Linked DNA regions of Mus musculus: region 1 is linked to region 2. The links are chromatin contacts, called in public promoter capture Hi-C maps. All regions are on one chromosome and are shown on one strand. Each heading gives the region's core, a stretch centred on a gene start, on an enhancer-like site or on the middle of the called end of the contact. The rest is flanking DNA. Distances are from core to core; before and after follow the strand shown.

The links. Capture Hi-C pulls out chosen DNA fragments and counts their contacts.
Region 1: a promoter capture Hi-C map of liver shows a contact between it and region 2, with 4 times the contacts expected there. The contact joins two enhancer-like sites. A contact is called at or near these places in 2 of 115 datasets of contacts at active chromatin or transcription factors (T-cell acute lymphoblastic leukemia and large pre-B cells) and 2 of 9 other capture datasets (embryonic stem cells and liver).

What each region holds. Positions count from the first base shown.
Region 1 is chr17:46,466,040-46,471,014 of GRCm38.p6, reverse strand. Ttbk1 (tau tubulin kinase 1) reads left to right here. Exons shown (of 15, transcript NM_001162864.1): 11 at 206-437; 12 at 618-796; 13 at 3,328-3,889. Among named protein-coding and RNA genes, the nearest start is that of Ttbk1, 19 kb to the left of the region's middle. Within about 2 kb of position 2,569, at least 8 of the 459 cell types and tissues checked have an H3K27ac peak or open chromatin away from gene starts, as enhancers often do. A contact at or near this core is called in liver, where this site is marked.
Region 2 is chr17:45,690,470-45,695,387 of GRCm38.p6, reverse strand. The region is part of intron 1 of Mrpl14 (mitochondrial ribosomal protein L14); the gene reads right to left. Among named protein-coding and RNA genes, the nearest start is that of Mrpl14, 6.6 kb to the right of the region's middle. Within about 2 kb of position 3,062, at least 34 of the 459 cell types and tissues checked have an H3K27ac peak or open chromatin away from gene starts, as enhancers often do. A contact at or near this core is called in liver, where this site is marked.

The sequences.
Region 1 (4,975 bases), core at 1,320-3,819, 780 kb before region 2:
AGCCCCTGCCACCTTGAGGATGGTCTGGCTCAGAGGCCTTGTAGGCAGGGATGGCAATGGGCCTCTTCTCTGGCTACTCTGGAGATGGTCCCCAGGGCTTGTGCTGGCAGAGAGTAAAGGAGATGGGGAGGAAGGAGGCCTCCCAGGTGGGTTCCCTAACCCTAACCCCTGCAAGCCTTTCCCATGACTTTCCCTGCCTCCCCAGAGTGGTCAATGTGACACCGGTGCCTGGGGACCTGCTTCGTGAGAACACTGAGGACGTACTGCAGGGAGAGCACCTGAGTGACCAGGAGAACGCACCCCCAATCCTGCCCGGGAGGCCTCCAGAGGGCTTGGGCCCTGGTCCCCATCTTGTTCCCCACCCTGGGGGTCCTGAGGCTGAAGTGTGGGAGGAGACAGATGTCAACCGCAACAAACTGCGCATCAACATTGGCAAAGTAAGTGCATCTAGGCAGAAGGGTATGGGCAGCCTTCCCCACCTGGGTTCCCAGCCCTGGGCCCTACCCACCCCCAACCCCCACCCCATGCCTCTCACCCACAGCCAACCTGTCCACCCTAACTCACAGCACCCACAGCTAGCCTGTCCACCCTAACTCACAGCACCCCCTCTTCTGCAGACCCCCTGTGTGGAGGAAGAGCAGAGTCGAGGAGTAGGGGTCCCCAGTTCCCCAGTGCGTGCCCCCCCAGACTCCCCAACAACCCCAGTGCGGTCTCTATGCTACCGGAGGGTCAACAGCCCAGAGTCGGAGAGGCTGTCTACAGCTGCTGATGGTCGGGTAGAGCTGCAGGAGAGGAGGTGAGTTTGTGTACAGGGGTTCAGGGTGGCGTGTCAAAAGCCTGGCCCCACCTGCCTTCATCAGCATGGCTGCTCTGCGAAAGGTCAGGTCACCCATGTGGCTTAGAGGGCACCTAAAAAGTGAGGTGAGGGTCAGGCCCACAGATTGGAGTCAGGTGTGGCCTATGGTGGGCTTGCAGAGAGGAAAGAATGGGACAGGTCAGTTTCTGGACCCAGAAGATGGTCCTAGATAACAATTCACAGATGCCTGGAGAGCAACAGAGGTGGGCTTGCTTTGGCCACCCGCAGTCAGAGAGCCTGAGAGAGGGGTTTGAGGAACTGCTGGTGGGCTAAGTTTTGGGGGTTCTAAGGGACATGATATGAATTGAGAGCCAGAGGGACCCAGAAGCAACCTGGCTGGTGAGAGGCAGGCTGAGAGGGAATTAGCCCTTAATTGGTGGGAGGAGGATAAAGTTGGCCAAGGGTTCGGTGGAGCTGGCAGGGGTGGATCAAGTCACACTAGGGTGGGTGGGACACCAGGTAAGGGGTCACCTGGAAGATGAAATGTCCTTGATTTCCCTTAGCCTCTGAAGAACTTTGCTCCACAGTAGACCAGGGCTTTGGTAAACTAGGAAGTAGAGAAGATGCTCTCTCGACCCTGCAGGAAGAGGGCATCCTTTTTGATATCCTCTCAGTGTCTTGCCTAATGACCTACATCAGCCACGGCCCCTCCCCCAGACTCCACCCTAAACTGTCCGGAGTGCCAGATTGAAAACAGTGCCAGTTTGCAGGGGCTGGGGGCTGGGGGCTGTGTGGACAAAACCAAGACAAGTCTGTGTCCCTGAGTGTATGACAGCTTGCACTCACCTGGGCTGTCCTGCCAGGCACAAGGGACCTCATCTTCACCCACGCAGCATGGAGTCCCTCGGTACAAAGGGTTCTGGACATGGAGAAGCAAGGAAGGGATGACTGGAGACCAAAGGGGCAAGTGTTCTGAGCAAGACAGTTTTGAAGAGCTGCCCTCTTAGAAGTAACACTGAACGGGTCAGTTTGGCTCACAGGCAACACCACTTCAGGAATGGCAGAAAGGGGTGGGCTGAAGAGGGTTTCCGCTACAGCAGGCTCAGGATGTCGCAGACAGGGAAAGGGGGTAGGATGGCACGTGGTGGCACATGGAGCACAAAAAGTATGGAGCAGACAAGGCTGGGGTGGCCCAGCTCTCTGTCACCTACACACACAGGGACATGTGTTGGCAGAGTCCACTCCTGCTTTGTTCCCTTCTGTCCTTTATGTCCCTCAGAACAAGGTGTACCCCTGGGAAACGAAACGGGACCAGCCATTTCCAGGGAGTCGCAGGGCGGCCTCTGTCAACGGTGTTTTATTTCAAGCCTCACTAACAAATCGATACAAATGTGGTGTAAAAGGAGAGCTTAGACAGTTGCCATGCAGGCTGGGCAGGGTCTTTTGAGAAAGGCTGACAGGAAGTTCCTCTCTACATATCTCCCCTCTGCAACTGAGTCACTCTCACCGAGCACCAGTCAGCCCCTTGCCTGTAGCCAAATGGGAGATGGGTTACAGGTCGCAGATGAGTTAGGCCTGCTGGTTTTCCTGGTATTCTGGGGTTCAGGAGCCAATGCTGTCCCCATATGTAGCATCTTCCTTTACACACACGCACACACACACACACACCAGCTACATTGTGCAAGAAGCACGCTCACCTTGGAAGCAGAGATTTGGGTGTCATGTGAAAGTCACAGGCATAGTTCAAGGTAGTAACAGATGTCCCCTGCAGGATCTGTGCCCTGAGGTTAAAGGTTAGAGGAAGCCAGGCCCTGCCTGGAAGAGGAGATCACAGTCTATAGGAATGCAAGACAGATCTGAGGTCCATGGTCTGGTGGGGGCTCAGGGTGCCTCGTGGGGACGAGTAACTGTCCATGCAGGAAGGGGAGGGCTCGCTCCAGGAAGTATGTCAGGGCAAAGTTCAGGGAGCAAAAGGTGAAGGTGCAGGCTGTGGGGTGGACAGTTGATGAAAACGTCCTGAAAGAGACCTGTGTAGGGAAAAGGGAAAACATCAGGTTGAGAGGCCCTGGGTGCAAGCTAAGGAGAGCAGACTTTGGCTTCCACCTAGGGACTGACAAAGCCTTGCCTGCCCGGGGTTATGGAGCGCCAGCTGGGCAGGACTGGAGGTGTCAGTGGTGGAGCTGGAAGCCATCTGTACACTCAAGAACCAGCTGGTGTCTTTGCCCCGGATGCAGCAGGAGGGAGCTGCAGATGGAGTGAGTACCCGACGGGTGTTAGAAAGACTAGATTCCCTGGGATAGCCCAGAGGCTCCGAGAGGGACAAGCTCATTTTCTGCACGCTCTTGTTCCTGGACTACGGTAAGTGTTAAGGAACATTGGTTGAAGAAATCCATGGTAAGGGGAGATATAAAGGGAAGTGTTTCTAGTAGGTGATGTTGAAGGAGTCACACACTACCCTGCCGCTGCTGGCCTGATGTCCCTGGGGCTTCAGAGGCCCCCCACACTGAACTCCATGTGGGTGGCTCTTGCAGGTCACGGATGGATCTGCCTGGCTCCCCCTCCCGCCAGGCCTGCTCCTCACAACCAGCTCAGATGCTGTCAGTGGACACGGGCCATGCTGACAGGCAGGCCAGTGGCCGCATGGACGTCTCTGCCTCTGTGGAGCAGGAGGCCCTGAGCAACGCCTTCCGCTCAGTGCCACTGGCTGAGGAGGAAGACTTTGACAGCAAGGAGTGGGTCATTATTGACAAGGAGACGGAGCTCAAGGACTTCCCTCCCGGGGCTGAGCCTAGCACATCAGGCACCACTGATGAAGAGCCCGAGGAGCTGCGGCCCCTGCCCGAGGAGGGCGAGGAAAGGAGGCGACTGGGGACAGAGCCCACTGTCAGGCCGCGTGGACGTGGTATGCACACGCTGACAGAGGAGGACCCACGGCAGATGCTGCCCCAGCCTGCACCACCTCAGTTGAGCCAGGCTGATGGCCGGTCAGAGACATCACAGCCACCCACGCCTGGCAGCCCTTCCCACTCTCCCTTGCACTCGGGACCCCGACCTCGACGGAGAGAGTCAGATCCCACGGGCCCTCAGAGACAGGTAAGACTGGACTTGTACATTACCTCCCTACCCAGAGATCCCTAGAGTTCTGCCAGCAGGCCTGCTGTGTTCTACGTTGAGGTGGGCCCTTCTGGCCTAGGAACCCAGCAGTGACAGGCCATGTTGGAGACAGACAGGTGTAAAGGCCCCACAGAATATGTGGGGATAGATGAGACCTAAGCTGTGGGTAAGGTCTTGTGAGTAACTCAGCTAGGTGACAAGGCGGAAGAAAGGCATTTTGTGCCCTGGGGATAGTGTGTTCAGAGCCCAGTGGTGATACTTTAGCACAGTATTGATTTAAGAAGATAAGGCTGTGAAGCGGGTCCTGGGGCTGTCGCAGAAGCCTGGACTCCACACTGAAGGGTTGGGACTTGATTCTGATGGCTTGGTAACCCACTGATGGCTTTTAAGTAGGAGTGTGTCACTGTGGTGGCTTTGAGACCTTTGGGCGATCCCTTGGGCTGCTTGGTAGAAAATGTATTAAAAGGGTAAAAGGTGAGAAGCATGGAGGTCTCCTATGAGGCATCAGCAGGAGCTCCCTGGTGGCCGGGGCCAGGAAGCAGACTGTGACCTGAGTTGAGGTAGCCGGAGGACAGAAGGGCTGAAACAGAGGGTGGGCCGGGGTGGCCAGCATCTTATGCCTGGGGCTCTAGATGGCAGCGATACCATAGCTGAGTGGCTTTGGAGCCTTGCACATGGATGCAGATTGGACATAATGACCTCTTGATATGTGAGGGTGACTACGTTGTATGTATCCACTGCTCTGAAGAGAGATCTCACCTGACCTGTAGGGAATGTGAGAGTAAGTGATGTCACTTCAGAGACCCCTGCAGGGTGGGAAGACTCACGAGTTGGGGTAGAAGCTAGGAAATGCTCACACATAGAGGCTGAGAGAAAAGCGGGGTGGTGGGGGGGAGGTCCTTAATCCTAACCCAGGAGGATCAGAACATGGAAGAGGCCCTAGAGAGAGGTGAGCAAAATCAGAGAGGGCCAGGGCTGATGGTCAGCCCACCATGCCCAGTCAGGGAAGGCTCTGGGGAGGAATGTATGCAAAAAGCCCTGGGCTCCATTCCTAGTGCCTCGTAA
Region 2 (4,918 bases), core at 1,813-4,312:
GTGTTTGAAAGATACACGGATGATTAGACAGAACTCCAGCTCCCAGTTCTGCTGAGTCACACTCCCCGCAGGTCAGCTGCAACAGACCAGCATAGAGAACGCCCACCGCCCTCACCTTCCCCAGGCAGCAGAAAACACGGGGCCATCAGCATAACCAAGTTAGCCACAACTTCCCGAGAGGGCCACAAAATTGAATGCCATTTCCCTTCTTGACCCCGGCGCCTTCTGAAAGTGTACCAGTTCAGCACCCAGGAAGAAAGCAGATTAGCCAAGCCTGGAGGCACAGGTCTGTAATCCCAACTATTCTGAGTTGGAGGATCCACATTCCACACCTGGCCGGACTAGAGAGTGAGCTCATGTATTAAAAACTATTAAACCGCCGGGGCGGTGGTGGTGCAGGCCTTTAATCCTAGCACCAGGGAGCCAGAGGCAGGCGAATCTCTGAGTTTGAGGCCAGCCTGGTCTACAGAGTGAGTTTCAGGACAGCCAGGGCTACACAGAGAAACCCTGTCTCAAAAAAAAAAAAAAAAAAAAAAAAACTATTAAACCAGCGATGGTGGCCCATACCCGGAATCCTAGCTTGTAAAAGGCCGAAGCTGGAGAGTGAAGAGCTCAAGACCCGGTGAGTTCCAGGCCAGCCTGGGCTACATGAGACCCTGACTCAAAGAAATTAGTAAAGACAAAACAGAACATGGAGCTGGAGAGATGGCTCAGTGGTAAGGGCACTAGCTGTCCTTGCAGAGGACCTTCTGGCCTCCTTGGCACCAGGTACATATGTAGGTAAACACTAGTGTGCATAAAACAAAAATCATTTCTTAAAGGGTTGGGAATATAGCTCAGTGGTAGGGTGCTAGCACACACCCTGGGTTCAGCCCCTAGTGCTGAAGTGGGGTGAAAATGTTGCCGATCTGAGCTGCTTCCTAAGCTGCCTGTCACGTATCACCCTTCCCCCAAATACGAATGCCAGGACACCTGTAGAGCCCAAGGTCGGCAAAGTAGGGCCAAAGCCACCCTTGCCAAGGCACTGACCAAAGTCTATATTTGGGTGAGTCTCCCCCACAGCATGGAAAAACATCCACAGACAGGAAAGACAGCTATAGCATCTACGAGTCAGGAGTCCAGCTCAAGGAACTTGGCTCTGTTGCTTTCTAGCACAAGCTTACACTATACACACACACACACACACACACACACACACACACGCACGCGCTGAAAGGTCCTGCAGGGCATGAAGCATGGTGAGGGATACCACCCAGGCGGGGATCCCAGCTGCCAGCAGGCCAGCTCTTCCATCCAGGCGCCTAGCTGCAGTGGGCACCACTGGAGAGCCCTGCAGAGCCATGTCTGTGCACTGGAGTATTTGCACACAGCTTTGCTTAGTGAGGCTTCAAGGCGCCACAGATAAGACTATTTAATAAAGGTGGCGGGAGAATTCACCACTCACTTCCATATGGGAACATTCCACAAACGCCAGTCACTTGGTGCCTCCGCACATCCCAGCACCTCAGTGTTCTCCTCGGAACACCCGTGAAGTGCTGTGCTACTCTACAATCAGAAAACAACCCGACGAATACAGCAGCCAACCCGGGCAATCGGAGCGCTGGACAGATGAGCCCAGCTTGACTAAGGACCTGTGCAAGTCCTCTAGCTGTGATCGCAGGCATGAGCGACGCAGAGGACGCAGCCCAGGCTGCTCACCCACTGCATACCTATCAGCTCTCTTCTTCCCTTCTCATTTCATAGAAGAGGAAACTGAGGTACAGAGACTTTTAGTGATCTCCATAGAGCCCCACAATGAGCCTTAGGACCTCTGCACCCCCAGGCTTTGAATTGTCGGGTCTCTCTGCTTTTTGAACCTTTGCTGAGGCAGTTATATCACGCCACATACTAGGCTAAATGCTGTGCACTGGCATCTCATTTAACTCACAAACACTACTGTGCAGTGCATACCATTACTGACCTCTCCCCCCCCCCCACAGCCACCAGAGGATAAGTTGACCAAGGTGACACAGGGGTGGGTGACAATTTGAACCACAGTAACCGGCTTCCTGAACCGTCGCCACACTTACTCAAGCGAAAGTAAACATGGCAGCCGTAAATATTATTTCTCTACAACTCTTAACAAACTCTAGTTCCATCAAGAACACTGACATTTTCCAGGTGTGGCACACGACCCCAGTACTCAGGAAGCCCAGGCAGAGTTTGAGGCCGGCCTGGTGTACATATCAAGTTCCAGGACAGCCAAGAGACCACAGATAGACCTCAAAAACCAAAACAACACTGACATTACAAGTTCACTTGGATCATAGGCGCCTCACTGCCTGCTGAAGGGCTTGAAATACCAGGTGAGGAGGCCCCCTTTCAGTCTGACCTAAGGCTCAGCTGTGTACTGTGCTGGGAATCCACCCAGTACCTTGACTGTGTCTGGAGAGCACTCAGCGACTTCCCAGCCCCCATCTAGGATCTAAAGATAATCTGTGGTACAGGGAGCAAAAGGACTCATGCTCTATGTAGAACTAAAAGAGGGTACAACCCACCACATCTCTGATGGGCAGCCAGGTTGTGCCTCAAACCCCAACCAAGCGGTGCCCTCCAATGCCAGCAAGCCCTCAGGCCCACTCCCAGACGAAAGCGACTCCCTGGCAATTCAAGATGAATCGAACGTAGGCCACATTATTGATCCTGGGGTCACAGGAACTTCACCTCTGCACTGGGCTCTTAGACTCCTTGCAACTTACTACCCCAAATTCAGAAACGTAGGACACCTCAAATGGCCAAGGTACTAGAAAGGCAGAACTTTGTGCCCACTCTTGAGCACAGGGGCCATTCCTACAGAGAAGTCTTCAACTTTTTGTGTGTGACAGGGTTTCTCTATGTAGCCCTGGCTATCCTAGAACTCACAGAGATCAGGCCGGCCTGTCTCTGCCTCCGAGCACTGGGATTAAAGGTGTGTGTCACCACTGCTCAGCTTCAAGTTTCTAAGGAAAAAAGTCCATGATCACTTTCAGTTTCTAAGGTATCTGGTACTGAGTGTGACCTCTGACCTCAACCGCAGCAGACTTAGCAGTGAAGAGACAACAGTATGCACTGCTGTGACCTGAAGGCACAGTCGCAGACACTCTCCTGCTTCTCCCACACTGGGAAAATAGCTCAGGTCCCGAAAAAACAGTAGGAGAGCAGTAAATAAGTTAGGTGCCCCCACACACACTGATGAGACACAGGGACTTCATAGGGAACCAACCCCTCTAAGGGTCCCCTGGAGCCAAGATGGTGCTAGTGCTTTGTCTGTAAGGCCCTGGAAGTATGACCCAGTGTAGTGTGAACACTTCCCATCACTAAATAACCGCTTCGGATGGGGAGGGGTGTGCTATGGGACAGCAAGGGACGTCAGAGAAACTCTTAACAGGCCTTTGTGTTCTCTGCTAGCAAGAGTTCATCCTGTAGACAGGCTCTGAGGCTTGGAATACTCTGGCACACAGAATGCTGTCTCTCTAAGCCTTGTTTGCCCAGATGGTCCTCACTATTTCTTCTATGACAGTCATTTAGACAGAGCCAGGTTACTGGGAAGATTCCAGTGCGGAGGTGGCCTTTCCTGTGACTTCCTGGTCAACTCGGAGTATTCTCTTCCCATTTCAGAGTGTGACTCAAAGGGCAGGGTAGAGATGACCTCATCCATGAGAAGCATGCCCCTTTCCCATCTTGGTTAAATTCCATTATGCAGCAGAAACACAGGGATTTCACAGTGCGAGGTGTGCACTAGGCTCATCCATACCTATCCCACTGGGATGCACGCTCCATGGGGCAGAGACCACTACCTGCCCTGCTTTGTTAGTGCTCTAGGGTAGAGAGCAGCTATTGACACATGGCTACAGCTAAGGGACTGTCAAACAGAGCCCAGAGTGTCCATGTGTGTTTGTCTTGACTTCTTTCTCTCTCGTTTGTTTTTTTTCAAGACAGGGTTTCTCTGTGTAGCCTTGACTGTCCAGGAACCTGCTCTGTAGACAAGGCTGGCCTCGAACTCAGAGATCCCCCTGCTTCTGTCTCCTGAGTGTTGGTATTAAAGGCGTGAACCACCATGCCTGGCTTGACATTTTCATGCATCTCTAAGACATCTCTGATGTCTTAGAGAAGTAGTTTTCAACCTATGGGTCATGACCTCTCTGGGGCCAAACAATTTTTTTCATAGGGTTGCCTAAGACCATGAGAAGACACAGATATTTACATTACAATTCATAACAGTAGCAAAACTACAGTTATGAAGTAGCAATAAAAATAATTTTATGGTTGGGGGGGATCACCACAATATGAGGGTCACAGCATTAGGAAAGTTGAGAACCACTACTTTAGAGGGTTCTTTTTTGTTAGGTCCAGTGGATTTTTGCTACTTTTCATACCTACGGCTAGAAGAACAATCAAGGAAGCACCTATGCTTGCTATGCTTTGGGAGGGGGCGGGGGGAGAGCACCGTTACCTGAGGATATTTATTTATTTATTATTGTGTGTACGTCATGTAGAGGGCAACTGTGGAGTCAGAGCTCTCCTTCCACCTTTACTGGTTCTGGGGAGCAGACTCAGGTTCTCACACTTGTGTGTAAGAATGTTGCTAAGACTGTTGCTGCCTAGCTGAGCCATCTTTTGCAGGTATCACTCGGGTTTTGAATTTCAGTTACAAAGTAACCAGCAAAGTGTCTCGCTACACAATTCAGCAGTACAAGGAGCATCAAAGACCTATACATTGTTTCCAAGCCAGGTCGGCTGGGCACACACCGTCTACGCCCGCACTCTGGAGCAAGGATGCAGAGGAGAGTCACCTTTAGCCTGGGAATTCTAAACCAGCTTCATCTTACAGAGTGAGACTCTGTCTCCAAAATCAAACAAATACATCAAATTAACAGCAAAAAGCAAAGGCCTGGCCACT